Regions from separate parts of the Rattus norvegicus genome. Here region 2 is linked to region 1. The links are chromatin contacts, called in public Hi-C maps. All regions are on one chromosome and are shown on one strand. Each heading gives the region's core, a stretch centred on a gene start, on an enhancer-like site or on the middle of the called end of the contact. The rest is flanking DNA. Distances are from core to core; before and after follow the strand shown. Region 1 holds the start of Sema7a (semaphorin 7A (John Milton Hagen blood group)). Region 2 overlaps LOC134480058 (a long non-coding RNA gene).

The links. Hi-C and Micro-C count contacts between places; a contact is called where the count stands out from the background.
Region 2: a contact with region 1 is called in a Hi-C map of the Rat2 cell line, with 11 times the contacts expected there. The contact joins the enhancer-like site here to the promoter of Sema7a in region 1. A contact is called at or near these places in 12 of 12 Hi-C or Micro-C datasets (the A7r5 cell line, the Rat2 cell line, Schwann cells and 7 more) and 1 of 1 datasets of contacts at active chromatin or transcription factors (oligodendrocytes).

Annotation. Positions count from the first base shown.
Region 1 is chr8:67,238,937-67,246,850 of GRCr8, reverse strand. Sema7a (semaphorin 7A (John Milton Hagen blood group)) reads right to left here and starts at 2,533. Exons shown (of 14, transcript NM_001108153.1): 1 at 2,351-2,533. The coding sequence starts at 2,528.
Region 2 is chr8:67,292,517-67,299,910 of GRCr8, reverse strand. LOC134480058 (a long non-coding RNA gene) reads left to right here. Exons shown (of 3, transcript XR_010054191.1): 2 at 1,868-2,001. Among named protein-coding and RNA genes, the nearest start is that of Cyp11a1, 22 kb to the left of the region's middle. Within about 2 kb of position 6,055, at least 2 of the 93 cell types and tissues checked have an H3K27ac peak or open chromatin away from gene starts, as enhancers often do.

The DNA of each region.
Region 1 (7,914 bases), core at 1,284-3,783:
GCAGTCTGGGACCCTCTCAAAGCCCCTCCCTTAACCTTTCACTAAGACTTGGAGTGAGGATGGGAACCAAGCCAAGAAAATAAAGACATTTCTAAACCTGTTCCGGTCCCTATTTTGTCATGACACAAAACTAAACTCTAAATCTATGTCTTATAGGGAAATGTATGTAGGGTTGCCACCATCCATAGTCTGGTCATCCCTGAAGGTTGCTACGTCCCATCCACAGGTAGACAGGGCCCTAGGCTTATTACGAACCTTGGGAGGGTCTCTCTCTCTCTCTCTCTCCCTCTGTGCCCGGGTTGGCCCTATCCAAACTCCCTACTAGTCGACTGCCATGTGTTACCCCATAGGAGACAGGAGGCAGCTGTCAGCTGGGCACACCATCACCAGCTGGTGGCCCTGGGGGTTTGGGGGCAGGTCAATGGCAGGGCCTGTCTGGCCAGTGGGGCACCTGGCACTTGTGAAGGAGACTGCAGACTGTCCTTGGACAAGATTGGTGAGTGTCTGGTGGATCCCAGCCAGAGGGGTTCAATAGTGCATTACCAGTGTGGTCACACGGTGAAGTGCAGGCAAGGGAAGCAGCGTGTAGGGGTGGGCTGGGAGCTTGAAAAGTGGGTAAGAGGGCTGAAAGCAGCTTTAAATAGACTCAGGGTAAGGAAGGACTAAGTGCCAGGGATGGAGAGGCATGCATTAAGTGCTAACAAGTGGGTGTGCATTAAGCATGTGGCGGGAGGTCACGGAAGGATTTGAGGGGACAAGCACAATCAAATGAAAGGAGTTTGATACAGAGGGAGATTCCTGAACACGCAGACATAACCATTTGTCTCCTCTGGCGTACTCATACTCTGTGCTGTCCAAGACAGGGGGAGGAAGACAAGTTAAAACGCTGGCAGGGACAGAGGAAGAGAGGCTGAAGTGGGTGCGACTTTGGAGCGTGCAGGTGTCCATCGTGAATGGGAGGTCCTGAGGTCCAGATACGATGTACCTATTCCACCAGGTATGGCTCTGGCAGAGTTGGAGACCAGAGTACCTCGTTTATAGCTGAAGAATCATCTAAATCCTTCTCCTCTCCCTAACCCTGGCCCAGGACAGATCTGGGGTCAGATCAGAGCCCTCTCCTGCACAGTGAGTGCCCGCACTGCCCAGTGACCTTGGGCAAGTCACATTCTCTCAGCTGCTGCGGCAGTTCGGGACACTCATTTTATGTGGGTTCCCCCCCTCTGCTAAGAATACCTGCCCCAGATAATGCTCAGACTTCCGCAATCCCTGCAAACTGCCAAGGCATCAAAGGGACAGTAGGGACAGACAGGACCAGTACCCCAGCCCCCGGTGTGAGTCCCCCATCACCACTAGGGGAGGGGCTGCAGAGATGCCAAATTTGGGTACAGAGCTGAGTTTGCCTGGGGGTGGGGAGGCATTTGTGTGCAATGCAGGGAGGGGAGTTCAGTCCCTAGCGGCAGAAAGCCTCCAACCCCAACCTAGCCAGCCTTCTGTCCCACGATCCGTAGGTCTAAACTGAGATGCCCGAGGGAAAGACTACAGTCCCTCAGGTTCTCATATTCACTACAGTCCTAAGGCTGCACACTCCTCCCCAAATACGCCGCTTGGGGGTCCCAATGGCCTCGCCCCACCCAATGGGCACTGTCCCCCCTCCCCATGCTAGTGCCGATTTCTGGTGACAACTGCCACGTGCGGGCAAGGGGGGAGCGGCCGGTCCTAGCATTACAGAGACAGCGCCCAGGTGCTCCGAGCCCCTGCACCGCATCTTGTCCCGGGTCGCCGCAGGATACCCACCCCCTTGCCTGGCCCGCGCTCCGGGCCGGGGCGGGGGCGGGGGCAGGCGGCGGGGTCTTTGTTCCCGCAGCCCGAGCGCAGCGGCGGCGGCAATGGGTCCGCGCCCCCTTCACCAGCCGAGCTTGAGCCCCGCGTGCCAGCAGAGCCCGCAGCTTCCAAGGAGGAGATCGGGGTGAGAAAGCTGGCCAGGGGAAAGAAGGGTCCTGTATAGTAGACCCCGTGGCGGAGAGCCAAAGAGCCTCAGCGAGGCAGGGGCCCGCAGCCTCCCCCCGCGCTCGGGCGCTGCGGCTCGGGCTCAGAGCTGCCGTTGGACTTGGAGCGCCACTTAGCTGGGCCCGGGCCCCAGCCACTAGCTCGCACGCTGCAGCGCTCCAGCCCGCTCCGGCGTGACAGTACGTACACTCACATACACTCACCCGGACCCACACGCTCCCTTCGGGGCCAGCCTGAGACCCGCAGAGCTGCGCACACGCACTCTCTCCGGGTGCCGCACACTCTGCACCCGCCCCGCACAGCGTCCGATCCCGCGCCCCGCCGGCCGCCCGGCGCCGCCTACCTTTCCAGACGGCGGAGATACGGGGTCCGCTCCTCGAGTGGCCTTGGGCGGAGGCGGCGGTCACCCAGAACACCAGCAGCAGCCGCAGCCGCAGCGGGAGCCCGAACCGAGCCGGCAGGCTGAGGACGCGGGCGCGCGGTGCGCTGGGGGCGGCACGTCCGGGAGGAGGAGGCGTCATCCCGCAGCCCCGGAGCGACAGCGGCAAGCAGCCGAGACTGAGCCAGCGCCCGGCCGCAGGCAGAACCTAGCGCCAGGAGGCGGAGTCAAGCGCCTGACCCCACCCCGCCCCTCCCCCCGCCCCTCGCAGCCTTTTCTAGCTTTGCCCGTGGGCCCCCTAGCTTGTGCGGCGACCTGCCAGAAGAACCTTCGCTACCCGCACGCAGGCAACTCCACCGGGAGAACCCAGCTGCAAAGAAGACAGACTTGTGGTTTGTCATGAGGCACAGATCCCATTCCTCCTCTGGGCTTCAGTTCCACTTCCCTTGCCCCAGTGGAAAGAAAGGCCTAGGAGATCCGTAAGGATCTCTCAGCGCATGGATGAGTCTAACACCGGACAACCCCCTTGCTGCCAGCTAAGTGGTTTGTAGTCAGAGAACCATTCTCAGAGAATGGGCTTGCCGGAGTGGGACTCAACTCTCTGATGATCCTATCAGCCAGAGCAAGGTGTTTTCCTCTGTGGAGGAAAGAGAGAAGAGGTCTATGATGTGTGGGGTGCCCACAACGCCCCACTTATTGCTCTGCCTGAGAGAACACTGGGAATTTTTCATCTTGGCCTGGCTTCCTCCTCTCCCTCTCCTTTCTCCTCCCTTCCCCAGTCAGCAGCCTTCTGGGCTGCCTCCCCCCAGCCAGCTGGTGTATGCTCAGAAAATCCAAACTCATTTCCATGTGCGCTGAGGGGGATATAATTAGGAAGGCCCCTTCCCCAAGAAGAAAGTGAGGGGCACAAGGCTCATAGTCAGAGAGGGAAGGTCAGACCAGTTGAAGGGATCTCTTTCTCTGCCTAAGGCTCAGCTACCTACCAAGGGCAACCTGGTGACTCGTGGTAGTTCCATCAGAGGTTCCAGGCCTCAGCCCCTCTGCAGTCACTTGAACAACCCAGGGAACTCTGTCATTGGCTTATGGTCTCAGAGCCACTCTGTCTGCTCTTTGTAAAAGGGTCTCCCGTGCCCCTTGGCACAGTCTCCCTACCTCTGCTTGCACCCCTGGGAACCATGACTGGGAAATCCATCCAGGTCAGCATGTCCTTACCTAGTGCTTACTGTATATGTAGTCTAAGGTATACTGCACCAAGAAGAGACAGGGGTGAGGAAGATCGAACAGAAGTAAACAAAGACTCGACCTTCAAAACCCACAGAGCTAGACATACTGAGCATGCTGCAGACACAGGCAAAGACACTGGGCAGGATGCCCTGACCTCAGAGCCAGCCCTCTTCACTGCTCCACGGGCAGGAGAGTTTTGATACTGTGAATCTTAGCTCTGCCAATTGCACATTCTGTTTCTAGCTGTTTTCTCCATGCCTAAAAGCCCCTAAAGTACCCTAGGCACTAAGGTGAATTCCTCCAGATCTCCATGTGGGGAGGGGTCTAGAGACACACAGGGCTAGCTTCTTACCCTATACACGGAGTCACTAGCTTCATGGTGCCTAGGGTCACAACCTCAGAGAAAAGGCCATAGACAGCCCAAGAACTCCTTCCCGGGCCTGCACTGAATCTTGTGGCCCCAAAGCTGGCAAACTGACCAGGCCAACGTAGCTTCTAAGAATACTTGCTTTCTAGCCCAGTGACTCATTTTCTGGGCAGTTATGCACTCCAGTGTCTTCATTTCTATAAACGATTGAAGCAGGTTAAGAAGTCACCTATCCCTGCCTTTAAGAACCAAGAATTCAAGTGCATCTGAAATGAAAACATTACCCATGTGCACAGTAACTCAGAAAATACAGCCCACTTCCGCCTACATCATTCCTGCCAGACCTACATTCTTTCCCTCTGAGTAAGGAAGCATGACTCCATCTTAGGGAAGAAACTGAGGCATCCAGGCCAACAGGGGTCTGTCTGAGATCAATTGGAAATGCATGGAGACAGAAAGCCAAGTTTTCTGACTCTGATAACAATTGCCAATAGTGTGGCTACTATTACACGCTGTGTACATTTCACAGCCTCACTTTAACACACACTTCCACTTCGGGATCCTGGGAGCTAGGTGCTAGAGTTCATCTCTCTTTATGAGCAAGGGAACTGAGGCATAGAAAGGTGATACAATATATCTAAGCTCACTCAGGCGGACAGAGACAGAACTGGGGCTTTAACTCAGGTGGTCTCTCTAGGGCCAACATCTTCGCTTCCGTCAGTGTGAGGTGCTTTTGCACTGCTGCCTCTGGTACTTGGCTGCAGTCTGATTCCAATCCTCAGAAGGACCCAGACAGGGCTAGGTTACCACATGCTGAGCAGAAGGGCAGGCCAGGGCCAGACTGAGCCTCCTAAGCAGTAGGGAACAGATGGAAAGTAGGGGCAGAAGCCAAAGCAGTGTTTCAAGGCTGCATGCTAGAGTGAGAAGTGGTGCTGAAGGTCTCTTCTCCAAGACAGACCCTGGGACAAAGGGCCAGGACAGATGGCAGCCTGCTCCTCAGTCCTATAGAGGGAAAAGCAACAGAAGGGAACAGGTATCGGCAATGGTTTGGGGGTTCCTGGCTCAAGTAAAACAGGGAAATCAGAATGGTGTAGGTGGGGACGGGCCTGCCTGCCTCACTAGAATCCCAAGCTGGCTCTTGAGCCTGAACCAAGGCATACGACCCCACTCATGACCAGCAGTGGGAAGTGGACCAGAAGAAGAAGCAACAGATGCAGATGATGACAGGTCTGCAGGGGAGACACACCTCTGCTTTCCCTCACATGACTCCAGAATTGGAGGTGTGGGAGACAAGACTACTAGAGAGGATGCAGGCCTACACCCTGTGGGCAGCCGCCAAACCCAAGAAGTGTCCTTGAGAAGTCAAAGGATCTGGACACATACAGATTGGAGCTTCATGACCCAGGACCAGCGGAGGTCCTGGGGTCCATCCCAATATTCCAATAGATTCTCTTACCTCTCAGGGCCAAACTCAGTCTACTTCTCCATTCCCAAGCTTTCCTTACTTGATTCCATGGCATGACCTTGCAGGTATGACCAACCCCGACAAGAGGCCCAAGGATTCAGTGAGGAGATACAACATACACACATGTTGACCATAATACAAATCTTCATAGATACAATAATCTACAACCTAAATCCTCAGGGTTATTAGTAACTCCAGTCCTTGGAGTAGGCCTCCTCATGTAGGATTCCATCCCTGCCATTAAGTCTCCACCCAGGCCTGCCTCTAACAACAGGAATTATTTACGCATCTTTATGACCCCTAATTGGCAGAGGCCCACACACCAGGCAGGTCATGGGTGGACTGGGTCTCTGGAATGCTGTTTACAGGACAGCTGCTACTCAGCTCCAGACAATGGGGCACGTGAAGTTGAAACTTAGGTCTTTGCTGGTTTAAAGAGATCACCAAATAAAAGCGTCACCAAGGGGTTGGGGATTTAGCTCAGTGGTAGAGCACTTGCCTAGCAAGCGCGAGGCCCTGGGTTCGGTCCCCAGCTCCGAAAAAAAGAAAAGGGGAAAAAAAAAAAAGCGTCACCAAATGATCCAAAAAAAACAATACAGATGCATGCTGCCAGGTTTTAGGAGCTACAGAGACAGCTCGACGGTTAAGAGACTGGTTGCTCTTCCAGAGGATCCATATTCTGTTCCCAGTACCCACATGGTAGCTCACAACCAGCCATCACTCCAGTTCCAGGGGATCTGAGGGCACTGCGTGCATGTGGTGCACAGACATGTGAGCAGGCAGAACACCCATGTACACATAATATATATATATATATATGTATATATATATATATATATATATAAATTTTAAAGTTTTAAGAAACAAAACGGGTTTTAGGCCACGTCTGGACCATTCTGCACACCATGCCTGTCCATCTCACAAGCATGGCACAGTAGCTTTAGTTACCATTGTTTATGGCACATGCCTGGAAGACCGAGAGCCTTGATACCTGGGAAGGAGTGCACAGCTCTTTAGGTCCTACAGATTCCAGTACCATATCTCACCACTACACACATCTCCAAACCCTCACCAGCTTGTTCTCAAGCTCCTGCTTTCTCTCCCTAAGCCAGATCAGAGCCTACCAGCTCCCAACTGTGACTGAAAGGCTTCAAAATCAACACACACTACATTACCCCATGCCAGCCTATACCTGTATCTGTCACCATACATACAATGTTTATTTTCTCTCTACCCTAAATTGTTAAAAACTCAATGAGATCAAAATATGAAAATCCACAGAGGAATATTTAGTAAGGACAGGCAGAGAAGAGCTAGACTATTCCCCCTTCCATTAAGGCAGTCAGCTCAAGTATGCCTGGGTGAGACAGCTCAGCATCGTTAGGTGGCACTGGGCTTGTGGTGGGAGCGCCACCTGGTGTCTACTCGAGAGTAGACAAGCCTTAGGGACAGGACAGAAACTCGCAAACATTTCCAGAAAAAGCTCCTCCCTCCAGCCTATTCCCAGGCCTCAGACCCATCTCTGAGAGTCCATTCTTGGTCTCCAGGGCCTCCAGGAACAGATACAATCACATGATGTCACATGGGACGCATCAATTCTAACAAAATCTCCTGACTAGATGGATCTGAAAGGTTCATATCTCAGCTTGGCAACTAAGTCTTTTGGCAATGCCCTGTCTCAGGCCAACTCTGATTCAATTCTTTCCTTTCCTCTCTCTCTCTCTCTCTCTCTCTCTCTCTCTCTCTCTCTCTCTCTCTCTCTCTCTCCCTTTCTTTCTTTCTTTCTTCCTTCCTTCCTTCCTTCCTTCTTTTTTCTTCTGCTCCTCCTCCTCCTCCTTTCCTTCTTTTCCTTCTCTTACTCTTCCATTTCCTCCTCCTCCTCTTCCTCTTCTTTTTCTTCTTGACAGGGTCTTTCTTGTAGTCCAAGTTGGTCTCAAACTGTCAAAAATCCTCCCGCTTTAGCCTCTTGAGTATTGGGATCACAGGTGTGAGCCACCATGGTTTCTTTGTTCACAAAATGAAAAAGAAGACTAATGTAGTTGTTTACCTAACCTAGCTCCTGTCTGGACTGGAATAAAGCATTCCCATTCCACCTTCTGCATTTCCTTCTTGCTTGGACATTAGACTACATGTACTTTTACTATGCTTTTCATAGAATTGGGTCCCAGGACCCTCCCAGTTCTGATACGATCCTTGGGCTTGCTAGGACCTTATCAATGAGAAGACCACTTGTAGACTGGTACTCCCCAAAATCATGAACTAAGAACCCACAAATCACACTTCTTGGGACCAACAGCAGTACTCAAAAGGCATGCATGCCATCCAACTTGGGAGCCTCTGTGGCCTCAGACAGCCTCTAAGTACATGCCTCTGATGACAATGTCCTCCATCATGGAGGGCCCCTGCCCATCTTCCTAAGCTCTGCACAAAGGTTTCTTCCTCTGGAAGACTGCCAAATAGCGGTCTGAAATT
Region 2 (7,394 bases), core at 4,806-7,305, 50 kb before region 1:
GATGGTTTTGCAGCCCGGCAGCCAATTAGAGAGTCGCCCACGCCCCCCATTTTTTGTAGTGGTCCTTTCTTATCTGGCTGTAGTGAATTCATTATTAATTCATAGTTACTCACTGAGCACCTAGCACGTACATGTTCTGAGGCAGGTATCAGAGGAAAAGCTGTGCTATGGTTCATTGTACCCCTAGAGAGCCTTGCCCCTTGACCTGAGGAGATACAGACATTAAGCCAGAACTAGACTGGAAGCTTCCTTCCTTCTGACCAGCCCTCACTGTGCCAAAAGGCTGCTGAAGGAGAATTATCATCACTAGTCTTACTCCTCTGTGGCCCCCAGGTGTGACAGTCTGGATGACTGCAAGATGAGCCCACTGTGTAATAATAACATGTTTGCTATGCCCTGTGCGTCCACATCTGGTACCGTAAGCCAAATCAAAAGCCTGTGGCCGAGGAGGTCACAGGGGAGAAGTCCTAACTGTTGTTTGGCTAAGTGGACACGATGTGTCCGACAAGCTTGCCTTCCGAGCACTACATTTGTACTTACAGAATAACGCTGCCATCAGCTTTGGTCAGAGAAATACACCCAACTGGCCAAGGTACTTGAATGTCCAGCCGTACAAGGAACATCTACATCAGCCCCCGGCTCTGGGAACATTGATGAAGGAGGGGACAGAAAACATAAGATCTGGGAGAAGGGTTTGGAGCAGGAAGACGTGTGAAACGATGACTTCCAGGCATGACGTGGCTGTTGTACACTTGATCTCACATTGCATGTCATCAACTGGGCAAGACTGAGCCCATGACACCCTGTCATGGGGTGGGTGCTTATGGGGTCCCATCTCTCCCAAGTATTTATTCAGCGTTAACAATTGATGGGAAAGGGAGAGATGTTTTCTTTCCTTCTTACTCTAGTCACGGGTAAGGTATTCATGCTCCTATAAACATCCCCAATGAAACTCACTGAAACACACACACACACACACACACACACACACACACACACACTACTGGGAAGAGAATGAGGATTAGAGGCAGTGGAAGGAAAGAAGACAGTGTGATGAGAATGACTCCAATGGCAATATGTATATACATGAAGTGTCACGAAGAAGCCCATTATTATGTATAATTAACATATGCTAATAACATTTTTTAAAAGATTAGCTATCGCCAAAAAAAAAAAAAATCCTGTGTTGGAAACTTAATCCCTAATGCAACAGTAATGGGAGACGGAGCCTGTAATAGGTAATTAGGGAGCTGAGACCCAGTCTCAAAATAATGACAATAATAACAGTGCTTAGGACGCAAGGGCTGCCCTGGAGAGGGCCGCTTTCCGTATCACAGCACTTAGCTCCTCTTGCTCCTCCATGTCCCCGCTCGCCCGTCGCTTCCCACTAAGGCATCGTGCCTCAAGAAGACCTTCAGCAGATGCCAGCCCTCACCCTCCAGCTCCCCAGCTCTCCAGAGCTGGAAGAAAGAATTCTGTTTTCTACCCTGTGTCAAAGATGCTGCTACAGTGCCAGGGCAGGAGCCAAAACACAAGGTCACAGTCTTAATATTGTAGGACAAAGAGTAAGAACTTGAGAAAACTGACAGGCTGTCCCCAAGTTTGGAGGATCTTAAGTGGTGGGTGAGGATGCTGGCAGGAGTGTGTCAGGTTAGGTTACGGGTCATAACACCCTAAAACTTACCACTAGTCAATTGTCAATGTCAAGAAGAAAAAGATACCTCTTGGTTGCCTTTTTGCTACATTTTAACTACAGCTACAAAAAACCCCACACCAACGAATGGCTACCCACAGGTGAATTCTATTTGGGCACAAGCGGACAGGGTTCTTAGTCTACGCAAAGTCAACCTTTTTTTTAAATGGCCAGTTTCCATTGAAATCTGAAGAATTACGTCTGCAGACAAGTTCACGGTGTCGTCTTAGGGAGATACTTCTGAGTTCCACTAGAGGGCAGCAGAAAATGGGAGAGGAGAAGCCCTCCGTGAGTTCCCATCAACTCAGGTAAGGTGTGAGGGGCTTCCTAGAAACTGCCAGTGGCAGTTCGCTTGTTTCAGAAGGTTACTTTGGGTCAACCAAATCTAGATGATTTGTATGAAATTAACTCACTCGCTTCTCCCAGCTTCCTGTGAGGAAGACGGAATTGCAGATTAGGACAGGGAGAGGAGAACAGGGAGATATAGGGTTCTGGGTCTGAGGAAGAACGCACAGTGCCCACACAGGTCCTACCTGTGTTCCCTCAGAAACCTTAAGTGATAACCAAGTGTAGCAACACATGCCTTTAATCCCAGAATTCAGGAAGCTGAGTCATATGGAGCTCTGTGAGTTCAAGGCCAGCCTGGGCTACATAGGGCGAGTACAGGACAGCCAGATCTACATTAGTGAGAACCGGTCTCAAAACACCCTAAAAATTTTAAAGCCCCGAGTGAAGTCAGGGCAAATGTGGCAATGGTGTCAAGCCTGAGTCCCATTCTCTTTCTGAGTTTAGTTTTTATTTTCCTGGTTTGACGGACATTTACTGAGCCACTACTGTGCACATGCTTCATGCTAGTCTCAAAGTTTCCAGTTGGGGAACAAACTGTTCCCTCTGGCCCCCAGTAAGTCCTGTACTCACCTCGAATTGAAGGGCCCCTGGGAATTTCGTGCCTGGGTACCCAAGTATATCTTCCCACAGTGGAGCTGCTCAGCCTGTCTTATGCATGCAGTCAGCCTTCACCCACTAGATACCTGTTAAAAGCTGGCCCAACTCCAAAGCCTTTCCACCCATTTTCCTGCTGTGGCCTGGGGAAGAGGGGTACCAGAAGGTGGCACCTTGCCAAGACCATTAGGGGCAGGAAGAGGCAGGACCTTTCCTGGGCCCAGCCGCCTGTGAGGCCTGCCAAAACCACCCACACCTACCTGGCTATCTGGTGCCCTGCTGCCCTTGCCTTAGAAAGCAGCTCTCCCGACATCCCAGGACCTACCGATCCATAGACCCCTTCCATGGTACTGTTCCCTTGAGAGCCCCAGGGTAATGCAGGACCCAGAACCAACCCTGAGGGCAGCTGTTGAAAACAGGTAATGAGTCTTCCAGAGGTAATAACCACTTTCTCCCTTCCCTTGCTTCAATCTTTTAAGCCCTCGCTGGACACCAGGCCTGCTAGAGACCAAAAGGTCAAAGGTAAGCCAGTGGAAGCTGGAGACTTCAACAACCTTCTCTGTGAGCTGGGAGCAGGGCGCTAGGGGTACAGGACTGAAGTGTTTTAAATAGTCCTACCTCCTGATTCAAGAACCCCAGTGTAACACCACTAAACACTAAGTGGGTTCACACCACTATCAGTGAGTCTCCACCACCAGATACAGTAGGCACAAAGAACCTATGAGCTCAGATAATTGAAAAGTGTAGCAAGTTAGAAGACGATGTTTCCAGTGTGTATAAATATACCTAATTACAAGTTTATGTAACTTAATTATTAACAGTAGCTATGTTTAACAACCGTCACAAAATTCCTGAAAACAATTCTCGGTTCTCAGGTTCACACAAACTGGCGCTGAGGAAGACCGCCCACTCAAGCTAGGGTGGTCAGTCAGGAGACAGAGAAGGCGTCCCAGAGGAAATGATGCTACTGAGCTGAAGCTAGACTCTAAATACTCCAGAGAGGGGACAAGGAGTATGCCGAGCTTGTGGAGGGAGTTGACAGGAAAGGAGAGAGCATGGCATAGAACAGAAACCAAAGTGTTGTCTCTCTCTTTCTCCCTCTCTCTCTCTCTCCCCCTCCTTCCCTCTCTCCCTCTCCCTCTCCTCCTCCTTCTTTCTCTCTCTCTCTCTCTCTCTCTCTCTCTCTCTCTCTCTCTCTCTCTCTCTCTCTCTCTGAGAGGACATCTGGGTTCCACCCTAGTTCTGCTATTAATGCTCTGTCACTTTGGCCAAGTCCCCACTTTTCTCCAGGCGTCTCCCCTCTGTCATATTGGGGCCAGAAGCCAGATGGTCTCCAGGCCTCTGGGGGTGTCTAGAGAGCCCCCCCCAGAGATCTGTGGAGGGGCCTGGTGTCTGGTTCATGATACTCACAGTAGACATCTGGCCCACAGTAAACCCTCGGTAGCCAACTCTCTCCTCTCCCCCAGCCAGTTCCCCCAGGTGATCACCGAAACTCCTGGCTTAGCTGCTGGTTTGTAACTATAATTACAGTCATTTCTAGAGTGCTTTGCTGCCTCCCCTAATTACCAAGCCCATGAGATTCCAATTACACATCTAAAGAAACATGTCGGGAGCCCCTCCCAGGGGCCAATCTGGGAGTGCAGCCCCCCAGGCCAGCTGGGATATCGCAGGAGCCCTCCCTCTGCCACTCCTGTGCCAACCAGGCAGGAAGTCTTCAGCCCACCCAGGGCCAGCCTTGGGTGGGTATGGGATGAAGGAGGCAGATGAAACACCCCAGCAGGAAGGCTTGCATGTAGAAAAGGAAGAAGCCTCTCCCGGCCAAGTGGAAAGTCTCTGCCCACGCAGTAGATGAGTCTCCAAGAGCTGGGGTCACCATCAGGGTGCACCCGGGTGAAGCTTAGGAAGTAGTCGCTGGTCTGAGTATGTTATTACCACCCACTGCAGAGGGCACCTACCCTACAGAGAGGCTGAGCTGCTCACATGTGCTGGGGGAGGAGCTCAGTACCCTCAGTTAGGACTCTGGGAGATGCTGCCCTCACTGCACACGCCTTTAATCCCAGCACTTGGAAGGCAGAAGCAGGCAGATCTCTGTGAGTGTGAGGCCAGCTTTGTCTATATAGCCACTTTCAGGCCAGTCAGGGATGCAAGTTATACCCTGTCTCAAATTTTTAAAAAGAAAGGAATAAAAGGAAATCGAAGGGAAGGGAAGGGAACGGAAAGGAAGGGAAGGGAAGGGAAACATCCCTATATATAGCGTCTACCCACAGGTTCACCTCAATTCTCTGGTACCCACTTCCCTGTGTCTGTGTGTGGTTCTCTCTGTCTGGACCCCCAGCAACACCTACCCACTCTGTACTTCTAATCTTGATCAGTAGCTTCTCCCTTCTTCCGGCTACCCAGCTAATAGCTCCTTAGCCTCTTAAACATAGCCATATACACAGCCCTCTGCCCCTCCTCTCACAACCCATACAGCATGAGCAGCCCCACACTCTTGTCACACAGGGTCAAACCCACCAGCATTCTCTGCCCTGCCCCACTAAACCTCAAACCCAAGCTCAACATTCCTCCCAAGCGCACTCAAGCTCCATCTCTCTACTTCCCCAGACTTCTACACACACACACACACACACACACACACACACACACACACACACACACACTCACAGAGGCCCTGAAAGGTACTATAGTATGGGGATTGGACTGGCTCCAGTAGACTCCACCCCTGTTCTCCACTCACTTGCTGTGTGGCTCTGAGGAAATTTAACCTCTCTGTGATTTTTGTCTTAATTGCAGTATCTATCCCCTTAAGAAGAAATTCAAAGTGGCTGATGGGAACTGGAGGAGGGGATAATAATGAAGTAGAAAAGGAACCAGGAGCCTAAGACTATCAGTACTCGTTTGGGCCTAAGATTGTCACCTAAAACAGGTGGTGAGCCTTTAGGGTAAAGTCTAAAGTCTTTGGTCACCTGTGCCTCTTAGACAGTCCCAGGAGACATTTCCAGAGACAGACCATCCTGCCTTGGAGTGGTGGAGGTCTGGCCTACGTGGACAGTACTGCCATTAGGTAGTAGAGCCATGCCAAGCAGGATCTTCTCTCCTCAGCAGAGCCCAGGCCGGCGTCTGAGGCAGCTTCCAGAACTCCACTCTGCTCTCCTCTGACCTACATCCTCCACCTGCACAGCTCTTTTCAAACTACATCATCAGTCTGTCTAGTCACCAAGCAAGCTCTAGGTGTTGAGTGCTATTATCCCATTTTATGGAGGGCAAGCTAAGCCAGCCATGGTCCTTCCAGTTCCCTTCTGCAGCCTCCACAGGGCCTTCATGGAGCCTGACTGAGTTTCCTCCCTTGTAGGGGCGACCCAGCAGGTTATAACAAAACATCTCAACTGGGATCACCTTAGGTGGCCAGTAGGGGGCACTGCTGTTCCCTAGAAAGGCCACACTCAGGTGCCGGCCATCTGCCTCTGGTCCTAGGACACAAGGCAGGGGTAACAAAAGAGGTTCATCCTTTCTTACCTGAGCACAAAAGAAATAAACAAAACCCTCCCTCTCTTCTTGTGTTGTGTGCCCACTAGCTGAGAGAACATTCTAGAAACGCACTCAACTCTACTCCAACTCTGCTCTCAGGAGATGGCAAAGACTGGGGAAGAGAATGTGTCCAGGCCATAACCGCATAGAAAGTCAACTTGCAATGGAAGCTAGGCCTAAGCAGGAGACTGCATGCTAAAGGTCCTCACGCAATCACATTGGGGTGGAGGCTGATGGTCGAGCTGCTGTGGGGAGAGAGGTATGCCTCAGCCCCCAGGGCAGGAAATGGGACGAAGGGAAGAAGGGCCAGTCAGGAGGGCTCCCGCAGGAGTAGAGATGACCCTCTTGGGCTCTGAGGAGAGACACTTGGGTGGCCTGGCCCCAGAGCAGCAGGTTAAGCAAGATAGAAGGGACGGGAGACTAAAAACTAGAGATCGAAAGGAGCTCAGGCTAGGGCTCTACCTCATCTACTTGGCTGAGGCCTTAGTCCCTCCCTATCTGACAGGATGGACCAGTGGGCCTCTGATGTACCCTTTTGTACCCCAGCTTTATTGTGACCTGGGACATGAGACAGGGGACTAGAACTGGTTGTGGCCACTCCTGAGGCAGAACCTCTAGCTATTAGCCACCTACAGAGGCCCTAGTGTGAGAGGTTCTGTCATACCTGTCAGGTCAGCCCAGGACCAGCTGCTAGGCCCCTTCCTGGGAGAAGGCTACAGAGGAGAATAAGAGGGACTGTGGCTGGCCTAGCTTGCCTGAGGGCCCCTTCACTGTTGCCTCCCTAGTTGCCTGATGCTACCAGAGTCAGGCAATTTTAGTGAAGTCCCATCGAAGCCAGCAGTCTCACCCTACAGTTCTCCACTGCCCAGAGGGGCCAGGACTGGGGAGTCATAGCAGACACTTGGCAGATAGGACCATACTAGGAAAAAGGCAGCGCTTGCTTGACTAGCACTAGGTGGAGGGATGGATGACTCGTACAGGCAATAGATGAACATTTCCTCGGGAGGAACAGAAACCAGACGAGGAGGCCAGCATATCATTTGTGAATCAGTAGCCATCAATTCAACCCTCCTACCCACTCATGCTGATGCCCCAGTGCTCTCAATTTCACAGCTAAGCACCCCGCCCTCCACATCACCTCTCCCCTCACCCTGATTCAACGCTATGCTCCTTTGCTTGAACCACTGGAAGAGCTTCCAATGGGAAGTTGCCTTTGTATTCAGGGAACTAC